Regions from separate parts of the Bombyx mori genome. Here region 1 is linked to region 2. Evidence: chromatin contacts called from public Hi-C data. All regions are on one chromosome and are shown on one strand. Each heading gives the region's core, a stretch centred on a gene start, on an enhancer-like site or on the middle of the called end of the contact. The rest is flanking DNA. Distances are from core to core; before and after follow the strand shown.

Region 1 (5,581 bases), core at 959-3,458, 77 kb before region 2:
TAAAAATATTTTTGCGATTAAAAACGAAAAAAAATCAGCAGAACCAGCAGTTTTTTTTGTAATGATTTAAAACAAAAAATGCAGCATAGAATATTTTAAATTTTCTTCATAAAGTAATTTATATCTCACGTCATTCACGATGAGGTGCAAATCTTAGCTTGCTAGTACCGCTACCCGACAACAGATGGCGCTGTGCAGTGTTTCAAAACTTGGCTAGTCCTTTGGAACTGCTTAACTCTAACTGTTCTATAGACGTGGGAAATTACTTATCGCAGTAAGAGGTCTTGGAAAGGGGTTAAAAAAAAAACAATGAAAATGTGTGATCATGAATTAGTTTTCACCTATGATTTGAATTGATTGTTCCACCGTAAACATTGTACATACTTATGTATAATAAGTTCAGACCTCGTAGCGGTTTCGTAGCCCTGCTACGAATTAACTTAGCATCTTTATTTCCTTCTGCGGTTAAATGATAATGAAAACTAAATAAAAATAAAAATGTAACGTACAATAAAATTTTATTATGCGAACGTGCAAAATCCTTGAGCTCCGGGAACTAGGAAATGAACAATTCGAGATAAATGTAAACTTTAATTAGGAAACCAGATGGCTCAACCTGAAAAGCGACTAATAAAATTGACGTGTCACGTCATATATCGGCAAGGTTGAGAGATCTGGTAGGCGGCGCGCGTGCTTGGTGGGGGCAGGGGCCTGCGTGGAGTTTATTGACGGTTCCCCCCGCTCTCGGTCCCCGCGTCAAGTTCAAGGTTGGCGAGGCGCGCGCCGCGGCGCAGTGCGAGGGAGTCCGGACCGCGCACCGGTCGTCAGCCCTCATTGCTAGCGCTATGTTATTAAGTCGTTCACCAGTTCGAGTCGAGAACGCGAGACTCTCTCACAGTGATCGCTCTGGTGTTCGCCGCTAACTACACCGCGGTGCTCAGACATTCGCTCACATTGGATTGCAACTCTATTATTCACGGATTACAGTGTTAGTGTGATTTAAAACAATATCTTAAGTGACATGTGACATTTTGCCTAGTGCTTCAATTAATATAGTCAGAATTACAGTTACCATTATTAGTGGCCATTGGCTGTGAACTTAATTTTTATTAGTAATCATAATTATACCAAACATGGGTGAAGATTTACCAATTCTCAAAGGGATCCTCAATGGTGTTGTGAAATATCACAATGCACGTATGTATCTATTTTATTTAGTAATGCTAAAAACAAATTACAACGTGAATTACAAATAAAACATTTAAATTTATTTTATTACATTTAAAAGTCATAAATAATTTTCATCGAAACGTCTAGTTGCTACAAGAACTAGAACAAACTATACGAAAGATACGATCTAGATTTAACTCGTCTACGAATTTATGAATAGCTTTGAGTGTTATTGAGAATCAAATTTATTTGATCGGATTAAATCATTGCTTACTAATAAATGATTTTCTAAAAAAAAAATATTTATTTGAAATGTAGTAAGTAATAATATGACATAGCCAATTCCGCCATTACCGAATATGAAAAATAGGAAGAACAATATCAATAAAAGTTAGCAACGAAGAAATAAATTTATTAATGCTTTATACATATACTGATATCGATATTAATAATATACAAATTGGTACTTAATAAATAGTATTATTATAATAATAAGTATTTTTTAAACTCGAATTTGGAAGAGAGGTAATCAGCGAGAGAAAAAAGCCTAAATGGATTACATTAGCCTATTGGTATAATTTAAAAAAACTTTTGAGAACCAGGTCTATTGTTTTAGTCTACAAATGCAATTGTGTATTGTAAAGTTGCGAATAAAAGGGGAAGTACAATGATCGACGAGAAACAATGGGATCTCGCATCTGGTGCGGCCCACATTGAGCAGCGAAAGTTAAGAGAAATGGCGAGAGGGCGCTCGCTCTCTGCTTTCGTTTTCAACCGTGAGCTGTGCGCATAAACACTTTCACCGAGCCTCGGGCACGAACAGCGCAAGCGGCGGGCCTGTTACGGGCGCATGTTACTTTTCGATCCGTGCTGCACCTAATACGAGAAAGTCGTCACACTTTTCAGTATGACCTCGGGCATTGTCATTCGTCATTCGAACTAGTTCACCGAATCGCGACGCGTTCAGTAAACCTCGCTCCGTTGTATAAAGGCATCAGACAGGGGTAGCTCCCTGCTGACACGACGGCCGATGACCTCTGTTCTCGCGGCGTCAGCTGCGCGTGCACATGGCTCGCTTTGTGCCTGTATGCACGCATGCTAAACGACAGCTGCAGCCCGATGTATGTTTAGTCGCGACCTTGCGCAACATCCCCTTTATTAGTCTCGGCCGCGATCAACGCACCGATCAATTGATTTTTAAAACGTCCTCTTCTTTGTAGTATAAGGATATTGTGAGATTTATGCTAAAGTGACACTATCTATTGTTGCAGCTGTGCGATTCGGTCGTGTACCCAAACGCGAGAAAGCGCGTATCCTCGCAGCGATGCAACAGTCGTCGTCGTCTCGTGCACACGAGCAAGCAGCTGCCGCTGAACTTGATGACGCTCCTCGGTTGCTGGCGCGAGTGGTGCGCGCTCATCTCGACACGTGCGAGTTCACGCGTGATCGCGTCGCTTCCATGCGAGCCAGAGCTCGCGACTGTCCCACCTACTCGCAGCCTACTCTGGTAAGTATCAAGAATAACGCATCCACAAAAAGAATACGAATTGTATATTTTGTCAAATAATAAAAGCACGAACAAAAAATAACAAAGCGTTTCTATTTGTTTTAGGCTTGCCCACTAAACCCGGCGCCAGAGCTGCAATCTGAAAAGGAATTTTCGCAACGTTTCGCCCATGTGATACGTGGCGTGATTGACTTTGCCGGCCTCATCCCTGGCTTCCAGCTGCTGACCCAAGATGACAAATTCACGCTGCTCAAAAGTGGTCTGTTCGATGCATTGTTCGTGCGACTCATCTGTATGTTTGACGCTCCTCTTAATAGTATCATCTGTCTCAATGGGCAACTGATGAAGAGAGACTCCATCCAGAGCGGTGCCAATGCAAGGTTTCTCGTTGATTCTACTTTCAAGTTTGCGGAACGTATGAATTCCATGAATTTGACGGACGCGGAAATAGGACTTTTCTGTGCTATAGTCCTCATCACTCCGGATCGGCCTGGCCTGCGAAACATAGAGCTAGTGGAAAGAATGCACTCGCGACTGAAGGCGTGCTTGCAAACTGTCATTGCACAGAACAGGCCAGAGAGACCTGGGTTTTTAAGAGAATTAATGGATACATTACCTGATTTACGCACTTTAAGCACGCTTCACACAGAAAAACTTGTTGTTTTCCGAACGGAACATAAGGAGTTATTGCGTCAACAAATGTGGAATGAAGAAGAAGGTGTTTCCTGGGCCGATTCCGTAGTGGAGGAATCAGCTCGTAGCCCCATCGGGTCTGTATCCAGCAGCGAGTCCGGGGAGGTGCCGAGTGACTGTGGCACTCCTTTACTGGCAGCAACGTTGGCCGGTCGCCGGCGACTTGACTCTCGGGGCTCTGTCGATGAAGAAGCTCTCGGCGTCGCACATCTGGCTCACAACGGACTCACCGTGACGCCCGTCCGCCCTCCTCCCCGGTATCGGAAGTTGGATTCCCCGACTGATTCGGGTATTGAATCTGGCAACGAGAAACACGAGAGGATAATCGGACCCGGGTCGGGTTGTTCTAGTCCGCGGTCGTCCTTAGAAGAGCACACCGAGGACAGACGGCCCACCGCGCCCGCCGATGACATGCCCGTGCTCAAACGTGTGCTTCAGGCTCCACCTTTGTACGGCGGAACTTCTACATTGATGGATGAAACCTACAAACCACACAAGAAATTCCGCGCTATGAGGCGCGACACCGGAGAAGCAGAGGCTCGTCCAGTGCAGCCGACGCCGTCGCCACAGCCGCTGCACCCGCACCCGGCCAGTCCGGCTCATCCGGCTCATTCGCCGCGACCACCGCGCATTTCTCTGTCATCCACGCATTCGGTGCTCGCTAAAAGTTTAATGGAGGGGCCGAGAATGACTCCTGAACAATTAAAACGTACCGATATGATCCAGCAGTACATGCGGCGAAATGAAGCTGGTTCTAGTGTGGAAGGATGTCCGCTGCGAACTGGAGGGCTGCTGACCTGCTACCGCGGTGCGTCTCCGGCTCCGCCGCCAGTGCTGGCGCTGCAGGTGGACGTGACGGACGCGCCGCTGAACCTCTCCAAGAAGTCGCCGTCGCCGCCTCGTTCGTACATGCCGCAGATGTTAGAGGCGTGAGGCCGGCCCGCGGAGCCGCGAGTCTCCGCCACCCCACCCCGACCTACTTTAAATTAAATAAACTAGATAATAGTAATCGTTCGCAGATCGTTTTAATATATTATATGTGATAATTCGTGTAGGACGTGTGCGTGCGTGGCCGGCGCCGAACGAGGAGAGCGCAATAGACTGAAAATTAACATAATTTAAGACTATATAAGTGTAATTTATAATACAATGCAGCGCCGGTCGTGGTGTGTTTGTGTGTATTGTATGTGCGTATGTGAGCGTGCTCAGTCATTTGTTTGTTAATATAATGACAGGTTGTCGAATTAAATAAAACAAATTGTAAGAATTACTCCTGCCTATTATTTACAACTACCCCTATATAAATTTATTACTAAATATAGGTAAAAACAAAAGACAGAACACAATAAGTTATATCTGAAGTCTTCATCTATGATATTTCTTATTTGACATTTACACTATTCACACTTGATAGAAAATACAGTATAGAATAAAAAAAAGTGATTTTAAAATCAAGTTTAATGTTATCCAAATAAATCATTTAATATTATCGAACTTAAATTAAAAAAGATGGTCTGAAAGTACATTTTTTCTCACATTCATCTTTTTTCGATCTACTTAATTTCAATATAAACACTGGTTCTGCGACCTGTGATCATTATGATCTCCGACACAAGAGAAACTATTTTGTGGTCTCGGATATCACAACAAACAAACAGCGCAAAAGACATAAGTCCGAATTAAATTCAAGACAAAATATTTTGGTGAAATGAAGGTATCGCAAAAAAGAACAAAAGTCTGATCAACTAAAGTGATTTAACATGAAGTATAGAGGTAAAAGACTAAAAAGTAACGATTGAAGGGCGTGGGGTCGTCGACCCAGGACGGTCGAGGGCTACGCTTTCGAACGAACGTTACCGTTTCGAAGCAGATTATTCTAGAGAATGAATAATATTTTTAAATTTATAAAAAAATATTCATTGTTTGTAAATAAAATTAGAAACGGTGAATTTTGACAAGATTTAATTAGGTTTACAAACTTTTTTTTTTCCTACCTAAGCTGAGAGCCTTGAGAGGCTATATCAGCGTAACCTTAACTAGTAGGTGAGCTCACGGGGCTCAAACCTGACGACGTTGCTAACACGAACCCTAGTAAGAGCCGTGCTTCGCAGAATCTACCACCGGATCGGAAACGCGACCCACTCAGAAAATCCGGCGAGAAACTGTGGGCTGTGTCTGAGGGTTCATATACTCGTCGAGCCCTTTGTCGCA
Region 2 (5,777 bases), core at 342-2,841:
TTAATAGTATAGATTAATAAATATTGAGACCGTTATCGAAATATAACCATCCTATGGCTCAAGTTGGAACAAGCACACATATTTAAAAAAAAAGTTAAAATCGGTTCAATAGTTTAGGTGTCCATCGCAGACAAACAGCGTGACACGTAATTTATGTATATTAAGATAAAGGTATAGGTCCTCGTTTGCACTTCATCACGGCTTTTATTGTCGTATCGAGAACGTAAAACGTCTGAATAATGCTCGCAACTGAAAAGTGTTCACCTTCGACGGGCCTATTATGAGTCCATTTCGGCTAACGACCACTCATCGAGAGGTTAATCGCGGTTCACCTGCAGCTAACAGTAACTGTCAGCGTTCGCTTTGTTTGTCTCCGTTTGCTGGCTGTTTCAAAGACGTTGGCCATGAACGTGGTCGCTCACCCGTACGGCTCACATTAAACTATACAATTTTATAGTGCGGGGGCGAATAACTGTCACTTACACAAGATTTCTGTGATGTCCGTTATCTCTATATAGCTCTATATCTCTATAGCTTTAGATTACTGATTCATGAAATACGAACAAACTGAAAAGAATTTGCTATACAAAAATCAATATATAAATCAAATTAATATTGTTATGATGTATTATAGATTATCCTGCATTTCGTACAAGATACACAGAACATTAGCACATATGTATATAACTCCCACAGGCGTTCAGGAGTCTCGTTGCCGTTAGGTCTCGTGTCCAAAGAATCAAAGTAGCATCCACAAAGAGCATAGGACGGAATAACATCCGAGAATTCTTATTATGATAACAGCGCTTCGGATTGTTCACCAGAACATCGCCTATTCTGGCTATTACAGTAAGCTCATCTTCTTTCCTTTGATGTAATTTTACAAACATCTGTTATCTTTCTTCGCAAAATCAACCCAATGATAATAAGCTTAATTGATTATATTTAAAACAAATATTTGTCCAAACGCCAAGCGAAATGACGGCATAAAATAACCAAAGAATAACATTATCCTGACTTCGTGCCAGGCGTATCAATTAATTAAAGGTATTTAAATTTAGTCAACTTGCAACATCACTTTAGGTCCTCCGCAATACTATTTCTTTCTTCTCGCCGTTGATCGCATTAGGTGAAGACAGCGCATGTCTCCAGTCCAATTTAATTTTGCTTACAATTTTACGGTCGGCGGCCTTTGCATCAATACCAAGGTTTACTACCAAAACTCCTTGATAATACTAAGTATTGGATTGAGTATCGACGCTAAAATTAAACGAATAAAATTGAAATTAAAGTGATAATCCTACGACTGTAGACTCTGAACATGAGGAAATCGTGCAAGTACTAAAATCACATAAGAACGTCTGATCTTGTAGGTTACTTAGCAAAGAAAAGTAAGTAGGTATATACCTAATCGAAATTTTTCTGTCAAGATATACTATTCAGTTCAACATCTTGACGCAAAGTTGACTATAAACGTAACAATAGATTGGAAACGAAAATCCATTATGGAAGATTACTGAACAGGGAGGGTTGTATGGCGTGCCAGAGTGGAATGGAACCAATGACCTTGTAAGAGCGAGGTCAAAGCAACCGCCCATTCCCCACACGCCTCCGCACCCTACACCTATATTACTTACCTGAACCTGTGCATGTCGTTTTAAACCCTCAACCGGATACTATTAAAATCACCTATTAATTAAGTACCAATTTTTCGCACCCTTAGAATTGATTCTACTGATGGCAGGGCACAAGTGTCTACCGAAGCTCATTATAACCTCTGTTGCGACACGTGATCGAAGTCTTGATTCCAGAAATCGCGAAATTTAAACAAGTGCTAAGGGTTATTGCAATAATAAAAACAAGCTCTTAGAGCTTAGGTAGATAAATCTTTGAACATATTAGCGAACTGTATTCTTTAAGAATGTATAATAATACATAATACGGTAAGTTTTCATAATAGAGATTTTCTTTTTATTGCTTAGATGGGTGGACGAGCTCACAGCCCACCTGGTGTTAAGTGGTTACCGGAGCCCATAGATATCTACAAGGTAAATGCCGCCACCTACCTTGAGATATGAGTTCTAAGGTCTCAGTATAGTTACAACGGCTGCCCTACCCTTCAAACCGAAACGCATTACTGCTTGACGGCAGAAACAGGCAGGGTGGTGGTACCTACCCGTGCGGACTCACAAGAGGACCTACCACCAGTAATTACACAAATTATAATTTTGCGGGTTTAATTTTTATTACGCAATGCTATTCCTTTACTGTGGAAGTCAATCGTGAACATTTGTTAAGTACATATTTCTTAGAAAAATTATTACCCGTTTGAGATTCGAACACCGGTGCATCGCTCAACACAAATGCACCGGACGTCTTATCCTTTAGGCCACAACTACTTTCGAATATACTAATAATAATATTAGTATATTCGAAATATATTGAAATATAATTAGGCATATAAATGCGAACTAGCCGTACTCGTCCGCTTCGCTGGGCATTTAAATTAACCATTATTATTTATTGTCATTATTATTAGGGAGTCCAACACTCATAAATATTAGCCTATCCATTAAGTACATGTATTTTCTACATGGATACCAAGTTTTAAGTCAATCGGATGCATGGTTCAGTAGTTATAACGGAACATCCGTAAAAACCACTGTAGATTTATATATCCATATATTAATACGTGAAGGATAAACTTTGTATCCTTTTTACGAAAATAGCGTGGACGGAGGAGCATGAAATTTCTCACACTTAGAGAGCTATAGAGAAGGAGTGCAGAATGTTAATATTTTTTTAAATTATGCCTAAATAATACATTAAATCAATAAAAGAAACATGACACATACTACCACGTACCATGTACTCTTCGTTCATTGTCAAACTTTAGTTATTGTTCCAAGTCTGTGGTCAAATTGAGAATAGATTAATATTTTTTGTCTATTATGTAGCCTTCGCGAAACCTGTGATTATAGGAAGTAAAATAATAGTCTTTATAACTTATAATTTCAATTAATTATAGTCGAAATTCGACTACCGGGGCACCCCTAGTTAGTATAGATATGCTAATATTATTAAGATATTTTGTTGATATGTAGTAAAGTGGTCGGGATTGGGCGGCAGAGGGCACGGAACGGTCGGTAGCGCGTCGGCGGCGAGCGGCCTTGGCCGTGATCGTGCGCTCGATATAGCGCTGCCGACCCTCCGTTTGCCTCCATATAACACCCCCTCAAGGCCTCCAAACTCATCCCATGTTACAATTTCTGTTCTTCTTCGCTCTCTTCCATTTTTAAGAAAAACTTTTAATAAAGACCGTGAAAATTAATTTCCAAAGTAAAACAGAACAGAGCCTATTTACCGGTGAATAACTATTCAATGTTGTAGTTTAAAACCAGAACTAAACATGTCAGCAAATAATTTCAATATATTTATTAATAATTTTCCACAGAATATCGGTAAAGGTCATGACTGGGAAGTAACGAGAAATTATTTAACCGTCTGCTGGCGGGAAGGTTATTTTGTTTTATTGTGCACACTAAAACAATGGGTATAAAATTATATTTGTTGATACGAATCAATCCTTCGCAAAATCACTAAAGAACATTAGTAGGCAGACGGCGTAGTTGGAACGAATCAGAATTAGACACCAAGGCCACAAAACGAAATGATATCATTTATATAGCATGTCTGTCCCTGAACTCGCCGCCGAATGACGCACGTGGATTCGAATATCAACCCTGACCTTAGTAGTAAAAATAATCTCTGTAATGCTAGCTAATGGGTCTAGCCACCCTGATACAATTACCAAGGGTCAACATAAATCAATCTACATTAAATTGACATAATTCATCCAGCACTAAAGTAAATTGATAACACCCTATATGTATTAAAGAGGGTGTAGAGAAATGTTCCCAAAAACGATAGGTAACAGGTAATAGGTGTTGGTGAATGAAAATCGATAGCTAAAAATAATTGTTAAATAGTTTAAAATTTTATGCAATACATAATGAGCGTTACGTCCTTTACATTGGGTCCAGAAATTAGATTGGGCACGTAAATGATCATTCTATTTACGTTAAGGTGTGTGTTACTGCTACCGTTTCGGCCTTCGAGATTAGTTTCGAGGTTCAGAATAAAAAATCAATTAAATAATAATAAATTTATAAAAGAAACTTTTATTTCTGTTTTAACAACACAAGTGATCACTTTGCTTTTCCTTTCTTTTTGGGGACTTTTTTAGGCTTGTTTTGTTTCTTGGGTTGTTTTTTACCTCGACCTTTTGTTTTCTCCTTTGCCTTTTGGGCACGTAAGTCCTTTTTCATGCGCGGATCTACCACTTTGTACTGGCCCTTAACGCCCTGTGGTCTCTTCATACGCTTAGCAGTTGTATGTTTCTTGGCCACCACATAAGTGATTTTCTTTTTACCATCAGATTGTGCCTTCTTGTAAAGTTGTCTCACTTGTTGTGCTTTCTCTCGCTCGGACATATCAGCGTTCTCCATTACCGCCTCGACTTTTTTCTTTGCACGTTCCATCTTTTTGATCAAGCGCTTCTTCTTCCGCGCTTTGGCTTCAATCACCTTCTTGATAGGCCTCACATTGATGTCTTGTAATCTATTCTTGTATTCATCAGTATACTTCTGTAATAAAATAAAATGATGAATTTTAATGTACATGTTTGTCATCATGTTTTGATATACATATTTACTTGCACAAATTATTTAAGTATATCCATTATTGCTCACCTCCGGTATCACAATGTCTTTCTTCATATGTTTCTTTTCATCTTCCATAAACCAATCTGGTAAGTTTTTATCGTTAAACGCGTATCTATTCCACGCGTCATCAATTAAATCCCTCTTGAATTTTTTTGATGTAGCTATCATGGTTCCTAAAGCAAGTGTCTCTGCGTCCATTTTCAAAGTTTTCTTTAGTTTTTTCAGTTCTGTAAATAAATTTGAAGCTGATTGAACACAATTTTAACAGACAATTCAGTATCCTCGTTTATTTGATGAGAATTTTCTTTATGCAATTTAAAAAATCTTGCTTAGCTTACCTGGATCTTGGGAGACAACTTCAAAACCTTCTTTGCCGGCTTTTGGCCCAGCACTAGAAGCACTGGGAGTAACGTTTTCTTCAACATCATAATCACTGTCAGAGGAATCATCATCTGAACTCTCGTTGTCTGACAATTTTCTTTTTAGTGCACTGGTTTGTTTACTTGACTCCACATCTTCAATGACTTTCTTCCCTATGTAAAATCACACACTTAACTCAGATTAACTCTCAAAACATATTTTTCTTGTCTACAAAGGGCTTTCGGAAAAGAAAAGACGCTATTCAATCACTTAAAAATTGTTTGTATTTAGAACACGACATTGAGAGATTACTGGTGGTAGGACCTCTTGTGAGTCCTGTGTGTGTGTGAGGGTAGTTACCACCACCCCGCTTATTTCGGCCGTGAAGCAGTAATGCATTTCGGTTTGAAGGGTGGGGCAGCCGTTGTAACTATATTGAGACCATAGAACTCATATCTCAAGGTGGGTGGCAGCATTTACGTTATAGATGTCTATGGATTCCGTTAACCACTTAACACCAGGCGGGCTATGAGCTCGGCCAGCCATATATGCAACAAAAAAATGGTGAAAGGCCATTTGATTTAAGCGACATTTCGCTTAATACGCTATATTTATTTTGTAAATAAACGTGGGTTTTATTTGGTATTAGCATCAACAATACGATGTTTTTAATTGAACTTCAATTCAGTTTAC

The links. Hi-C and Micro-C count contacts between places; a contact is called where the count stands out from the background.
Region 1: a Hi-C map of posterior silk gland shows a contact between it and region 2, with 3 times the contacts expected there. The contact joins two enhancer-like sites. A contact is called at or near these places in 3 of 7 Hi-C or Micro-C datasets (midgut, posterior silk gland and whole pupa).

Annotation. Positions count from the first base shown.
Region 1 is chr10:7,842,463-7,848,043 of ASM3026992v2, reverse strand. E75 (nuclear hormone receptor E75) reads left to right here. Exons shown (of 5, transcript NM_001043577.1): 4 at 2,442-2,677; 5 at 2,783-4,640. The coding sequence ends at 4,303. LOC134199506 reads right to left here. Exons shown (of 2, transcript XM_062670562.1): 2 at 4,814-5,581. Among protein-coding and RNA genes, the nearest start is that of LOC134199506, 6.6 kb to the right of the region's middle. Within about 2 kb of position 2,208, at least 1 of the 8 cell types and tissues checked has open chromatin away from gene starts, as enhancers often do.
Region 2 is chr10:7,764,270-7,770,046 of ASM3026992v2, reverse strand. It overlaps LOC101737447 (pre-rRNA 2'-O-ribose RNA methyltransferase FTSJ3), which reads right to left. Exons shown (of 10, transcript XM_004927547.5): 8 at 5,063-5,257; 9 at 4,752-4,951; 10 at 4,151-4,646. The coding sequence ends at 4,209. Among protein-coding and RNA genes, the nearest start is that of LOC101737447, 8.9 kb to the right of the region's middle. Within about 2 kb of position 1,591, at least 2 of the 8 cell types and tissues checked have open chromatin away from gene starts, as enhancers often do.